Regions from separate parts of the Mus musculus genome. Here region 1 is linked to region 2. Evidence: chromatin contacts called from public HiChIP or PLAC-seq data. All regions are on one chromosome and are shown on one strand. Each heading gives the region's core, a stretch centred on a gene start, on an enhancer-like site or on the middle of the called end of the contact. The rest is flanking DNA. Distances are from core to core; before and after follow the strand shown. Region 1 overlaps Mgll (monoglyceride lipase). Region 2 overlaps Rab7 (RAB7, member RAS oncogene family).

The links. HiChIP or PLAC-seq counts read pairs in DNA pulled down with a chosen protein or histone mark.
Region 1: a contact with region 2 is called in an H3K27ac HiChIP or PLAC-seq map of microglia, with 5 times the contacts expected there. The contact joins two enhancer-like sites. A contact is called at or near these places in 5 of 39 promoter capture datasets (the 3T3-L1 cell line, HPC-7-derived erythroid cells, hippocampal neurons and 1 more) and 1 of 115 datasets of contacts at active chromatin or transcription factors (microglia).

Annotation. Positions count from the first base shown.
Region 1 is chr6:88,823,981-88,830,983 of GRCm38.p6, reverse strand. It overlaps Mgll (monoglyceride lipase), which reads right to left. Exons shown (of 8, transcript NM_011844.4): 8 at 2,624-5,333. The coding sequence ends at 5,208. Among named protein-coding and RNA genes, the nearest start is that of Abtb1, 14 kb to the left of the region's middle. Within about 2 kb of position 2,868, at least 84 of the 459 cell types and tissues checked have an H3K27ac peak or open chromatin away from gene starts, as enhancers often do. A contact at or near this core is called in microglia, where this site is marked.
Region 2 is chr6:88,029,395-88,036,815 of GRCm38.p6, reverse strand. The region is part of intron 1 of Rab7 (RAB7, member RAS oncogene family); the gene reads left to right. Among named protein-coding and RNA genes, the nearest start is that of Rab7, 12 kb to the left of the region's middle. Within about 2 kb of position 3,330, at least 41 of the 459 cell types and tissues checked have an H3K27ac peak or open chromatin away from gene starts, as enhancers often do. A contact at or near this core is called in microglia, where this site is marked.

The DNA.
Region 1 (7,003 bases), core at 1,619-4,118, 790 kb before region 2:
CCCGAGCTATGCCCTAGCTCTTTGATTATGTACTGAACAGTCTTAAGGTCTTCTGCATTTGGGGGAGGTGTCTGCTTTCTCTGATCAGGCACGGGTGGGCCTCTGAACCAAGTTTACTGGCTGTGCAGGTTGCTCCCCCTCTGCAGGGTTTGTGGATATACCTATGGTAGCCTTTCTTGGGTCCTTGAGGGGACATCTGTCCAGGTCTGGGGGACAAGGGTAAAGGTCCTCAGACCTCAGTAGCTTCCCATGAGGCCTTGCTGTGGGGGAAGAGGGCTGTGTGGCTCTACCATAGCTGTGGTTGTAGCAAATCACTGCATTCTTGGGCTTCTAACCAGCCACAGGAGCCCACCACCCCTGGGGCCATGATGAGCCATCACCAGTCATTCATCATGTGAACCCTGCCTCCCTGGGGAGTAGAACCAGAACTCTAAAAATGGGCACTGAGCATCATAGGCTGATGTTCCTTCCCTCCAGGGATCGGGAGGTGGGGTTGTGTTTTTTTTTCTCCTGGACCCCAAGATTGCTGTCACCTCTCGAGTAGCTTCGTCCCATCAGTCAGACACTGCTAGCAGGTATCTGCCTCACTGCTCCGACCTTTGTTCTCCCTGTGCTGTCCTGTCCCCCCACCCCCTTTGCAGGCCTGCATGATGCAGGTTCATCTGGCAACAGTCCACCATGTCCGGTGTCTCAGTTCCTCTTATAGCCCATTGGTGGTTCATTTCCCTGTCTCCCCAGCTGTGCCCATGCAATTCCTAATTCCTGTTCTATTCTTTGAAAGGTGCATGCCCTAAGACCATGTACCTGGTCTTTCCGCAGGAGCTCATCCATGCCCTCACTCCTGTGAACCATAAGTTCCTGGGAAGAAGGAATCTTCCTTCTTCCCTTTTCCCTGTGAACCTTGTGTAAAGCTGATTGGAACTTCAAAGGTTGTAGAGAAGCTGAGATGATATAGGTCAAGAGCCCAATTACAATTTATCATGAGCTATCTTCAGCCTCTTTAATAGCCATTCCCTGCCTACCTTGTGTCTGAGCATCCTTGTGATTAATAGGCAAAACCCCTTGAAATGTGTTAACCTCGCTGGGCAGTGGCTTCCACCAACCAAAAAGCTAAACTAAACTCAGCATCTGAGGTCTACAGCGGACTTCCCCAGTTCACTCTCACTTGTGTTGGTTACTTTTTCTTGCTGTGATAAAACACCATGACCAGGATTGACTTAGTCCATCCATGGTGACATGCTTCCTCCAGCAAGGCTCCACTTCTTAACTTCCCCAAACAGCGCCTCCAGCCGAGGACCTGAGCCCATGGGAGACATTTCTTATACAAACCATTACACTTGGGTACTTAACATTTCCATCAATGTATCTGAGAAGCACCTTGATCCATGACTTTAATTCTGTCACTATAAAGACTTTATGAAACTTGGACATTGGGACGTGGAATCCCGAGTGACCTGAGTTCGTGTTCCCAGGCCATGGTCATTCATATTTAGCTTCAGAATAAAAGATCTCTTATCACCTTTGAGGCGAGTGCTGTTTTCAGACACTGCCTCTTTCCGTCTTCCCTCCCTTGTTCACCGTGCTCATTCACCCGGTCACAGCCTCCTGCATCCGTTTTCACACATTCTCTCGCTCCCCGTATTCATTTATTACTTTTCCCTCTGCCCCTCCTCCCACTTGGTCCCTTCCTCCTTCTGTAGCCCCACGACACAGTTATTCCTGAGGAACCTCTGGACATCAGAAAGGGACATGACCCATGTAAGGGACAGCGGGCTGCCCAGAGGACAGCTAGTCTGTCATGTCCATGAAAGTGCCCAGAGGACAGCTAGTCTATCATGTCTAGTGGCACGGGGTACTGAGAGAGAAAGCAGGGGATGGAGAGGCTGTCAATGATGGAGGGTACAGCTTGGAAACCACCCACAGTAGGGACTTTGGCCTTTAGTCAGTAGGGGGTCTCAAGAGACCTTTGCATAGGAGAGAGTTTTGACTTGGCAGGGACCCCCGAGGGAGCTGGTGCTCCCTAGCTCTGATCATGTCAGGCAGGCACATGATGCATGCATGTGCCTGTCCCCGCTCCAGAAGATCATTTCCCCCCTTTCAGTGTTAGTGATTCTTTACCCAGACACATATGCATCTCTAAATGAAGTCATGCATGAAGGCCGCCAGCCCAGGTGCTGGAATTTGGTCATAGCGAAAGTGGGCCAGCCTGATTCTGGTGACACTCGGAAAGTAGAGCTGTTTGGTCAGGAGATTGTGGGGAGCAAGGGGAGGTGCCCAGGACTCCAGCAACAGACTCACCCACAGCCAGGGGAATGACATGAGTAAAGATGGGGTGTGGCCATGCCAGGCACTCAGTTAACAGCAAGCTGTTCAGGCTGCTCGAGCACTGGGGTGGGGGTGGGGGGCTATGCTCTAGCATGACCTCCCCAAGAACGCATGGGAGAATAAAAAATCCAGGTATTGAATTGACCTTTGACCCTGGAAAGGGCTGCCGAGTCCTTCTCACCAGGTGACAAGCACACAACTTCACTGCTTCCAGCACAGGCCTGAAGTTCTCTTAGCAAGAGGAGTTGACACATAGGACGAGAGGCCAGGCAGACAGACAGACACGCAGACACAGGCCTCTCCAAAAGCACGTGGTTTTTATTACGGTGAGCTGTAGTGCACATTGGCTTCTTTAGTAATTCTAAGCCGATACAGGTTCCCCACTAGGAGTATACGTGGGGAGTGACTGGGCGCAGTGACAGTGACAAACCAGTGACCCACTGTGATCCTTAGAAAGTTACATTAGCAATCAGGAGAGAAAGGGAAGTGTGAGGTGGCCCAGAGGCAGGATGTGAGCAGAGCACTCCCCCGATGCTCACATGGTGGAGGGAGGCTGTTCCCCTATCTCTAAGGAACTGGGGCTTAGTGGTTGAGATGTTCCACTGCCTGCAGGTGGCACCTTCTAAAAAGCTTTTCAGGCCCTAAGTCCATGGTTGTTGGAAAAGCCCACAGATGCTCTGTTCTTGCGGGTTCTGGCTCCCCTCCTTCACCCGGGGGAGGACCATCGGCGGTTTCTTGCTGGCTTCCACCTTCTTCAGGCCGAGCCTTGTGTGTCCTAGCATTTTTTCCGTACCCCAATTCCTCTGCATCCTGTGGTGATGGGGGTGACTGTGAAGCCCTGCTGGTCAGGCTTCCTCCAGTGACAGGGGCGGAGTCTGACGAGACTGGCCTAGCTCTCTACAGAGGGAGCCCCGGTGCTGTCATGCAGGGACATGACTCTTAACATGACTCTTACAGGCTTCACAAGACAGTCTTAACTTCTGATCATCCCACCCCTGGGTTTTAGTGTTAGTGGTTCTTTAACCAGATACAAATGCATCTCTAAATGATGTCATGCATGAAAGCCGCCAGCTGGCGTTTGGTTTGGAAAAGTGGCATTGTCAGTGTGCTTTTGGGAGCAGCCTTGGGTGGCTCCTGGTGAGAGTCACAGATCTGAGCACAGTAGTCTGGAATGGTTTTAACTTAATGGAGAGCCAAAATACCCCATGCCCGTCCACTGCTGTCCAGGGTTCCCTGAGCAGGAGGGAGTGCTGGCTGCCCCTCTTCCCACACTCTTTCTGTCTTCATTTTCTAAACAGAAGGAGAGCTAAGAGGGGGCTCTGGACAGCTCCTGGGCCCTTCCTTCCCTGCATGCAGTGCTTGGGCCCTGTTGAGGGGCACAGTGACCTTATGACCTATAGTAGGTGGCCAGCCTCTGACTGCTATGCATGGTCAGGGTCACCAGAGGGGGCAGAGGGCCCTTCCCAGGACCTAGAATCAACTCCAGAAAGGACACTTGGATCCCACCTTCCTGGAGGCCCACCCACCCCTTCCAGCAGCCAGGCAGCTCTCCTTGGCAGCAGTGCCCCTTTCCAGGGTTCTACATGCATCGACAGGACTCCTGAGGTAACAGCAAGGCCCTCCGTAAAGATAGAAGTGCTCCAGGAGAGCAGTGAGTGCTCCAAGAGAGCAGTGAGCCCCAGTTATTGCTGGCGCTAAGTGAGGCCTGGGGGAGGCCTTCAGGCGGGCACCTGAGAGGACAGGGGGCTTGGGTTTCACTGCTTCAGGGGAGCCTCTCTGAGGCCTGGCTGGGCCATCCTGCTGCAGTCTGGCATGGGGTGCAGACAGCTGTGGTCCTTGTCTGCCGGTAGTCATTGAAGTGCTCTGTGCTGCCCCTGGCAGGCAGCCAGCACCGTGGTGGCTCCATGGGAGTCTCTCCTACCACCAGAGGTAGCTGTGCTACTGGCAAGCAACTCCTAGTGGCTCTGGACAGAGGGACCACCCAGGGCCACAGTCCTCCACCCTGTGTCTTCTCTGCCAGGAGAGCCAACTAGTCCTCAATTAGGGGGCTGGGTCCTCGGCAGACCGACCCTGTGTGGGGGTACTGGTTCCTCCAAAGCCGCCTAGGCTTTACCCACCCACCCATATAATCTTTAATTTAGAATATACCATATATATATTAAACAATTATCTTCAAAGCCACCCTCCTCAGCATGGAGTACTTAGTGACCTGAGAAAAGGTGCCTTTCTAAATACATACAACATGCTGTGGGTGACCAAACTCCCAGCAGGGTGGGAGGGGGGAGTTGTGTGGGGGAGAAGAGCTATTTGGGGCCACCTTCCCTTCCCCCAGCCTGGCTTCCATCTGAAAAGTCGCTGACCAGGTCATAGGGTAGTTGCCCGTTTTGAGGAAGTGCCTTGGAGGGGCACATGAGCCTGCTAGGGAGCTAGCTGTGGGGATACAGGCCACCTCATCATATGCCAGAGGACAGCCAGTCAGAGAGGACTTGGTTCAGGAGGAAAGAGACCTCTGATTATTGCAGACTGGGATCTGGGACTGCCAGAGAGTCCCCGAACCCCACAGGAGCTGGGAGAGGTGGGCAATGCTGCTTTGCTTTTTTTTTTTTTTTTTTTTTTTAATTCAAAGGATATTTCCACACAGTCTCTGTGTAGAAAATATACTCCCTCCTTCATAAAGTGCCTGCTCCTTAAGGTAGTAGATCAGTGGCCAGTAGCCATCTATATGACAAATGATCCTTTTTTTTTTTCCCAAAGCAAGTTGCACTAGGGTACTAAGGGTTCCTCCAATTTGTGATTTTTTTTTTTTTTTTTGAGCCAGCCAGCACTGCCCTTCCTCTGCCTGCCTCCCCCCAGACCATGAGCTGGTTGCCTGGCCAGCATGTTCAGGGTGGACACCCAGCTCCTGCTGCTGCTATCCTGTGAGACACCCACGAGTTTACTTCATGGAGGACGGAGTTGGTCACTTCCGGAAGCTCCCTGTGGAGGACGTGATAGGCACCTTCATACATCTGCAAGCAGGAGAGACTGGGAGTTAGAACGGGTGTAGGACAGGCCGGGGACAGGCGTGCACAACGCCATGCGAGCTCACCAGGCAGGCACATCCAAGTGTTTCCCCTACTTCATTTTTAGATGGGACGTTGCCGTGTTGCTTAGGCTGCCCTGCCTCGGGCTCCCTGGCAGCTGAGAAGGTATCTCTGCTCTGCCCCAGGCAGCACCTTCTTGTCATGAATTACAACTTTGTGACGGTTGGATAGCCCCTGCTGTTCCCAGGGCTCTCCAGCTGGTGAAGCTTAGATTCATCCTTCCTTCAGAGAAGCTCCTTGGTCCATCTTCACACCCCTACCTTCCAACACTCTCCCAAGTTCCCCATCCCTCCCCCCAACCCCCCCCCCCCATAGCAGTGACACCCATGGCAAGGTCTCCAGGGATCTCACTTGCCATACCCAGAGACCCTTGAGGCTTGGCTGTCTCTGGATGACTCTTGGATGTCAGTGACTAGAGGCAGACCGGTGGCCCTCAGTCTTACCATGGCTCTGCCCTGTCCTGGTCAGCTCCCTCCCTTGCAGGTGGCTCCCTTAGCCCCAGCAGCCCAGTAACCACAGTACACTACACGGCTGGCCAGGATGCCCCTGCAATCAGCCTTCCTTCAGAACTGAGACCCACCCAGTTGCCAACTGCCTTCGGAGTTCTTTCTGATGTCCGCTGGGGTCACCCATCTCAGGGGACACTGCAGCCAGCTCCCTTGCTTCTACAGGCTCAAAGCCCAGGAGCAGCCTTCAGTGCAGTATAAGGCAATCAACAGCTCCACCACCCCTGGCTACTTATTCCTCTGTGCCCAACATGTCTCTCTCATTTTGAAATATTCAAGGAGGAACAGAACACCAAGATAGCCATCTAACTGCATCTGTGCCTAATCTACCAGTCCTCCTGTCCGCCTGTCTGTCCCTCCTCCCAGCTCTGGGAACCGTCATTTGTTCACAATGTAGGTTCAGGGGCTTAGTTCACACATGTCCATTAAGGCCATGCCACTCCTGGCTGTCTGAGCCTGGCTCATTTTGCTTTTCAACACACTTATTATTCTTCAGAAGCCTCCACATGCTGTGTGTGTTCGCTCCTTAGGTGGGATTGCATGCCAGGGGGCACAGGCGTCTCCCATCTGAGGGCAGCATGCATCTTTCCTCTCCGAGGCTCTGCACAGTGTTTCTCACGGGTCCCTCCTCCTGGGACAGCCTTGTTCTCACGTCTGCTCCCTGTGCCAAGACCAAGAGCTTCCCACCTGTCCTTTCCTTGGTCTGGAATGTTCTACCATGGCTAGTCTCCCAGACAGTTCATGCCTATCAGTTCATGGGAGGGAAGTGTCCTCGAATCCCCCTGGCCTGCAGCCCCTGTCCCCCATTCACAGGCATTCTGAGCATCCATTTTCTCTGTGCTCACTCACTGGGGTGCAGGCTCCAGGGCGAGGGAGAGCCTTTGTCAGACTGTCCTCAGGACCTCCTCCAAATAATCAGGAGTTGCAGAAGTGATGGATAACTGCTGAACAGGGTAGAACTCCACCCCTGAGCAGCAACCCAAGGGGAGCCCTTGACTATTTGCCAGGGTGGTGCAGAGTTGGGGGAAACTGCAGACTGAAGCCCAAGGACCTCAGTTCAAATCCCGACTCTACCACTTTTGAAGAGTC
Region 2 (7,421 bases), core at 2,081-4,580:
ATATACTTGCTCTTCTGTATCTGATGTGAAAATATTCAGGAATAATGACCTTTGACACATTAGCAGGCATAGCAGATGAGGCTGTTCTTTATAACTCCCTCTGAATGGACACAATAGCACGAGGTTCTTGGTTTACTGCTGGGCTTTCTGTTTTATTTGGTTTGGAGAAGAGTCTTTTTTGCCTTGTTAGCTCAAGCTAGCCTTGAACTTGAGATAGTTGTTCTTTAGGTAGAACCCAGAGCTTTGTGCAGACTCAGCAAGTATTCCACAGTGAGCTAAACCCTGGGTCTTCATACTCCTGCAGGAGCATTTTTTTAAAAATATTTATTTATTGTATAAGTACACTGCCTTCAGACACACCAAAAGAGGGCATCGGATCCCATTACAGATGGTTGTGAGCCATTATGTGGTTCCTGGGAATTGAACTCAGGACCTCTGGAAGAGCTCTTAACCGCTGAGCCCTCTCTCCAGCCCCCAAAAATGTGTAGCCCAGGCTGGCCTAGAACTGGTGATCTTCCTGCCTCTGCCTCCTTCAGCAAATCCTACTGGCGTGCTCCACCACTACAGACCAGCAGCATTCTTGATGTGCAAAAGGAATAAACAAGCTAACTTGCTCTGTAGACCGGGCTGGTCTTGAACTCGAGATCTGCCTGCCTCAGCCTCCCAAGTGCTGGAATTAAAGGGGTGTTCCCCCTCCCCTGCTTGTAGCCCTTCCTTGGCCCATGTGTGATGTTTTGTTTTGGCCAGAATCTTTCTCCGGCTGACTGTTGTTTAGTGCTTAATTGTCTTGTCTGGTCCTCATTCTCGAGATACTGTTGTTAAATGAGTTCATGTCTCTCTGTCCCCCTCTCCCTCACACACCCCCTTTCCCCTTCTCTCCCTTTGCTCATGTCTTTTCCTCAGTCTCTGGGACAGTGTCCTTCTGCTTTATGTTGTGTTTGGGTAAGCCAGGCAGTTCTCTGTCCTTCATAGAACTCCACTGAAGTTGCTTAAATACTGGTCACTTATTCTAGTCCATTAATCAGTGTGACAGCCGACTCAGTCATCTAGAGTCTGCTGGTTGCTTAGAGAGGAACCTTTTCCTAAGGTGTCTTCAAAAAGTGAAGCAGCTAAGTACTTGCCCTGTTCGTGTATGGGATACAGATATTGGGTACTGCGTAGTTTTCCACTGGTTAGAGCTGTAGAGTGGTAGAAGATGTGTTTTTGACTCCTAAGAGCCCTGGGTTCTTTGGGGCAGAGTAATGGAGTGATGGATTACCTTTGAAGAAGCAAGTGCCAGTCTGTAACATGCTTGCTGTGCAAGCTGGAGGACCTGAGTGTGGATCAGTACCTACAAAAAGCTGGGTGTGAGGGGGCACTTCTGTGACTCCAGCATAGGTAGGAGGCATAGGTAGATCTTAGGGACCTGCTGGTCAGCAGCTGTAGCTGAAGTGGTGAGCTGTGGCTTCAGTGAGAGACTGTTTCAAGATCCAAGTTGGAGAGCAGTAGGTGAGACACCTAGTGTCAGCCTCTGGCGTACACAACTCCTCACACACACACCTCCTCACACACACACCTCCTCACACACACACCTCCTCACACACACACCTCCTCACACACACACCTCCTCACACACACACCTCCTCACACACACACCTCCTCACACACACACCTGGGAGCATGCACTGGCACTGATCAATAACAACAAAGAGTTCACAGCAACAGTTACTTCATAATCTAGATGAATTACTGTTTGTTAATTGTTGTCTTTGAACTGGGTTCATCACTCCTGTGGAGAGTTGTTAATGGTGGATTTTCTGTTTTATTAATTGAAAATATTTTTATTTTATATGTTTGGATATCTTGCCTGTATGTCAGGCAGCACTCCTGAGCCTGATTCCTCAAGGGGGCCTGAAGAAGGTATCTGATTCACTGGGATTGGAGTTACAGATGGCCATGAGCCACCATGTGGGTGCTTGTCCTTTGGAAGAGTAGTCATTACCCTTAATTGCTGAGCCACCTCTTATTTTGGCAGATCAAGAGACAATTAGTTTTTACAGAATAGACTGTTGGGCCAGTTTTTCTTTTCAGAACTTTTCAAGGAACTTTTAGCAGTCTAAGTTGAAGAAAATGATTGCCTTCTAGACAGAAGTTCACGGGTCAGCCAGGTCTTCCCGTTTTTCATTATCTTCTGGAGGCTGAGCTAACGTTTGTCCAGGTCATATGAAGTCTGTCTCCCTGCACCTACTCAGCTGTTCCTGCCAAATGGATATCTTTGTGGCTTACAAATCTGTGAACTCATGACATTGCCTGAAGTTGTAGAGGATCTACTATCTGCTGGTTGTCCCTGAAAGATAGACCCTTCTGGGCAAGGTTTTTTAAACCCTAGTAGGGTTTTAAAGCAGGCCTGATTAGAAAGATTCCCCTGTATGGTTAGTGTGTGTAGTTAGAATGAGTGTGTGTGTGTGAGTGTGTGTGTGTGTGAGTGTGAGTGTGTGTGAGTGTGTGTGAGTGTGTGTGTGTGTGTGAGAGTGTGTGAGTGTGTGTGTGTGTGTGAGTGTGTGAGTGTGTGTGTGTGTGAGTGTGTGTGTGAGTGTGAGTGTGTGTGTGAGTGTGTGTGTGTGAGTGTGTGTGTGTGTGTGTGAGTGTGTGTGTGTGTGAGTGTGTGTGTGTGTGTGAGTGTGTGTGTGTGTGAGTGTGTGTGTGTGAGTGTGAGTGTGTGTGAGTGTGTGTGTGTGTGAGTGTGTGTGTGTGTGTGTGAGTGTGTGAGTGTGAGTGTGTGTGAGTGTGTGTGTGTGTGAGTGTGTGTGTGTGTGTGAGTGTGTGAGTGTGAGTGTGTGTGAGTGTGTGTGTGTGTGTGAGTGTGTGTGTGAGTGTGTGTGAGTGAGTGTGTGTGTGTGTGAGTGTGTGTGTGTGTGAGTGTGTGTGTGTGTGTGAGTGTGTGTGTGTGTGTGTGTGTGTGTGAGTGTGTGTGTGTGTGTGATGGGTAGATGGCATGTATAGTTAATTAGTAATTTCACCTGTTCAAACAGTGCTGGTTAGAAACTGAGCAGTGAGTTGGCTTTTCTGTTTCTTTCTCCTTGCTGCTGTAGAGAACACTGAGTTCTATCCTTGGGATTCAGGGGAAGTGAAAGTATAGTCAGCGGGCAGGCAGCCTCAGCATGCATGGTGCTGAGCACTGTGCTGTAGAAAGGCCTGGGGAGGGACGAAATAACTTAAGTACATAAATTAAAAATTAATAAGGAAGTGCCATCAGCAAAAGAAAATAGTATAAAGATATTACATGCCATACTCAAAGTTAAGATTTCGGTGACTTTAGTATATTACTAGTGGCTTTTTGTATTATTTTGTAGTTTGGGGCTGCTGAACCCGTGGCTCTGTGCAGGGTAGACAACCATCTACCATTGAGCCACAACTTCAGCTCCACCTTTGTGAACAAACAGTAATTTTGTTGTTATTCTTTTGTGACACAGGGTCTCTGTGTAGTCCTGGATATTCTAGAACTCACTTTGTAGACTAGGCTGGCCCCAAACTCACATAAATCCTCCTGCATCTGCCTCCCAAGGCTTGTGCTGTAATGCCTGAACAATGGTTTTATTTAGAGATCTAGTTGTACAGAAAGAATTCTCCCACTCCCACAAAATACAAGGGATTTATTCAGAAGTAAAATTTCAAGGTGGATACGGTACAGGGTATCGGTGGATACAGGCAGAATTGCCTAAAAATCTTGAAGTCTTGGTTTGTTTGAGGCATTTGTGTGTGTGTATTTTGACACCAGGTTTCTCTAACAGAACTCTGGCTGTCCTTGGCTCCCTGTGTAGACTAGGCTGGTCTTGAACTCACAGATACCCGCCTTCCTCTGTCTCCTGAATGCTAAAGTCACAGTTCTATACATTAATCATCTCAAAAGGATGATTAATAATAAAATTATTTCATTTGTAAAAGCATGGAAAATAATTAACCAGGTTAGACGAAACAAAGTCACAAAATACTGATGAGAGAGAGTGAAGTGCGAGAGAGATGACTAAACGACCAAAAGTGGCAGCCGTACAAGTGTCTCAGTCACTTAGTTACTGTGCTACTGTGAAGAGACACCACAACCATGACAACTCTTACAAGAGAAAGTGTTTACCTGGGGCTGGCTTATGGTTTCAGAGGCCTAGTCCATTATTCTCGTGGCAGGAGCATGGTAGACATGGTGCTGGAGAGGTCGTTGAGTGAGCTACATGCTGATCCACAGGCTGACAGAGACACATGGGTCTGGCCTGGGCTTTTGAAAGCAAAGCCCACCCTCAGCGACACACTTCATTATCTAGGCCAAGTCTACTAAGCTTTTTAATCCTGTCAAGGACTTCCACTCCCTGGTACAAGCCAGGGGGGCCATTTTCATTAAACCACCACAAGTGTGATGACCCAAGTCAATCTGTAGAACCTACATAGAAGGCCAGATGCAGCAGGGTGCATCTTAATCCTGTCACTCCTAGGGGAAAAAGAGAAGCAGAAATTGTCTAGAAGCTTGGGGGCTAGCTAGTCTGGACTCTACAGTGTGGTGCAGCACACGTTCTCTCTCTCTTTCTCTCACACATTCTCTCTCTCACACACACACACACACACACACACACACACACACACACACACACAAATACATTGTTTTAAAAGATTTCTTCAATGTATATAAGTGCTTGCTATGTGTGTGTATGTGTAGCATGTGTATGCCTGGTGCTTTGAGGAGGTCTGAAGAGGGCATTGGATCACCAGAAAATGGTCACGAGACACCATGTGGGTGCTGGGAACCAAACCCCTGCCCTCCCTCTGCAAGAGCAGCAAGTGCTGTTTGCCTCTGAGCTCCAGACATTGAAGAGGCCGTGATAACTGTCTGAGAAGAATCCATTAAAGGAAGAAGTGGTTGTTTTGGTTTGCAGTTTGAAAATGGACAACTGGGGCTGGAGAGAGATGGCTCAGCGGTTAAGAGCACTGACTGCTCTTCCGAAGGTCCTGGGTTCAAATCCCAGCAACCACATGGTGGCTCACACCTGTAATGAGATCTGATGCCCTCTTCTGGTGTGTCTGAAGTCGGCTACAGTGTACTTAAGATATAATAAATAATAAATAAATCTTTTTAAAAAAAGAAAGAAAATGGACAGCCTATCATAGTGGGAAAAACATGGCAGTAGGAGCATAAAGTGGTGATTACTTACCTCTCTGATGTCAGGAAACAGATGCTCACTGGTGGTGAGCATATCTCCTGTCTTTCAGACCCTGACTCCAGCCCAAGTTGCTCTCATTTAAGGTGGGTCTTCCCTGTTCGGTTAAAAGGCAGCAAACACTAGCCAAAGCACTAGCCTGTCATAGTGATAAGTGTCTTTAATTCCAACACTGAGGAGGCAAACTCAGGCAGATCTCTGAATTTGAGGCCAGCCTGATCTACATAGAGAGTTTAGGACAGCTAGGGCTACGAGTCTGTCTTCAAAAATCCTTCATCACTTGTCCTTTCACGTGCTTGCTTTAGCAGAACATCCTCTCCTGTGTGCTTCAGTGAAACGTTTTTTCAAGAGTCTGCCTTAGCCTTTCACACCTGTGTCCACTTTAACAAAGTGTTCCTTCACGTGTTTGCCCTAGCAAAACAACATTGGACTGACTTTCCAAAGACTCCTTAAATTGCCACTTCAATAGCCCTAATTTTTTTGCTTTTGTTTATCAAGACCGGGTTTCTCTGTATAGTCCTGGCTGTCCTGGAACTCAGTCTGTAGACCAGGATGGCCTTGAACTCAGATCTGCCTGCCTCGGCCTTCTGAGTGCTGGGATTAAAGGTAAGTGCTACCACAGCCTGACAGAACACTCCCAGTTTTAATTATCTGCCTTTTCTGGGTATTGCAGCATACAGCTGTAACTTGAGCTAATTTTGCTAGCAAAGGCAGAAGGATCAAGAGTTTTAGGCCAGCCTGGTGCTACAGCATAGTAAGATTCTGTTTCAAAAAGCAAGCAAAATTATAACCTACCCAAAATTTATCTTCTATCTCATGGATTTCTGAATGTCCAAATTGTCGTGACTGCTCAGAACTAGGTTGTGCTGGAGTCAGAGTTCATGATTTCAAATTTTACATCAGAGCAAGCCAGGCATAACAGAAAATCACACCTGAAATCCCAGCTCTCTGGAGGCTGAGGCAGGCAGATGACAAGTCCAGACCAAGCCCTACTTCCTTAAACATAGTGAAACTTCCCCAAAATAAAGCTGCTCCAATCACAGCAGCTTGGTATTGGCACAAGTTTAGATTTTGGTTTATAATCTTTTTTCCTCCTTAGTGTCTGTTGATAATAGCAAGAGCATAGTAAAAAACATATTCTTGACATTTTTTTTTTCGAGACAGGGTTTCTTTCTCTGTGTAGCCCTGGCTGTCCTACTCACTTTGTAGACCAGGCTGGCCTCAAACTCAGAAATCTGCCTGCCTCTGCCTCCTGAGTGCTGGGATTAAAGGTATGCGCCACCACACCCGGCTTCATACTTGACATTTTTAAATTTAATTTTTATTGTGGTAACAATGTATGTGGTGTAAAATTGGCCATTTTTAATCTTGCTTATTTTATGTTGTTGAAGGCACATTTTTGGTTTGTGTATATGTGTATGGGGTGTGTGTGTGTGTGTGTGTGTGTGTATGTATGGGTGGCTCATGCATACATGCGGTTCTGGGAAAGAGCTCATGCTGTCTTCTGTTAGTGTTCATTGTACATATTGAGAGGTTGGGTCTCAGAGCTTGTGCTGCTTCAGCTAGTCTAGGTTGCCAATTTGTTCCAGGGTCTCTTACCTCTGTTCCCGCCTTGCTGGAATTACTGACAGGCCATCATGTGTCGCTGGTATTTACATGAGTGCTAGTGCCAGGTGGAACATGGCAAGTGGATATCTTGGGGTTACTGACAGTGAAGTAGACAAAATAGCATAGAGGGTTGATATCTGCCAAGCTCTAGTGCCTTAAGGCTTATTATAAAGCTTATGTGTCTCTTTGGGAACTAAATGCTCAAGGTTGAGGAGAAACCCCCAAATAATATTTACCACAACATTTTGGCACCCCACATTGGGTGCCAGTTGTAAATGGAATTAATTGTTCTATCTAGCCCGTAAAAAAGACACAATCTAGGTATTTTATTTACAAGCCATAAGCCTAGATGGAGCAGGTTTGGAGCTATTCTGACTTATTTCCCAGCCATAACGTCCCTTGTTACTTGCTGGTCCTGGCCATGTGCTCATGGTCCATCTCTTCTCTGTATCCTTCCTTCTTCTTCTCTCTCTCTCTCTCTGCAGCCTCTGCAGCCCCCTCGCACCATCCTCAAATCCCACCTTTCCAATCACACCACGCAAAAAAGAGAAAAGATTGTGAGTGTCACAGCACCCCATCTTACTTGAAACCACAAATGGGTGCTTGATTAGGTTTCATGTCTATCTAGAT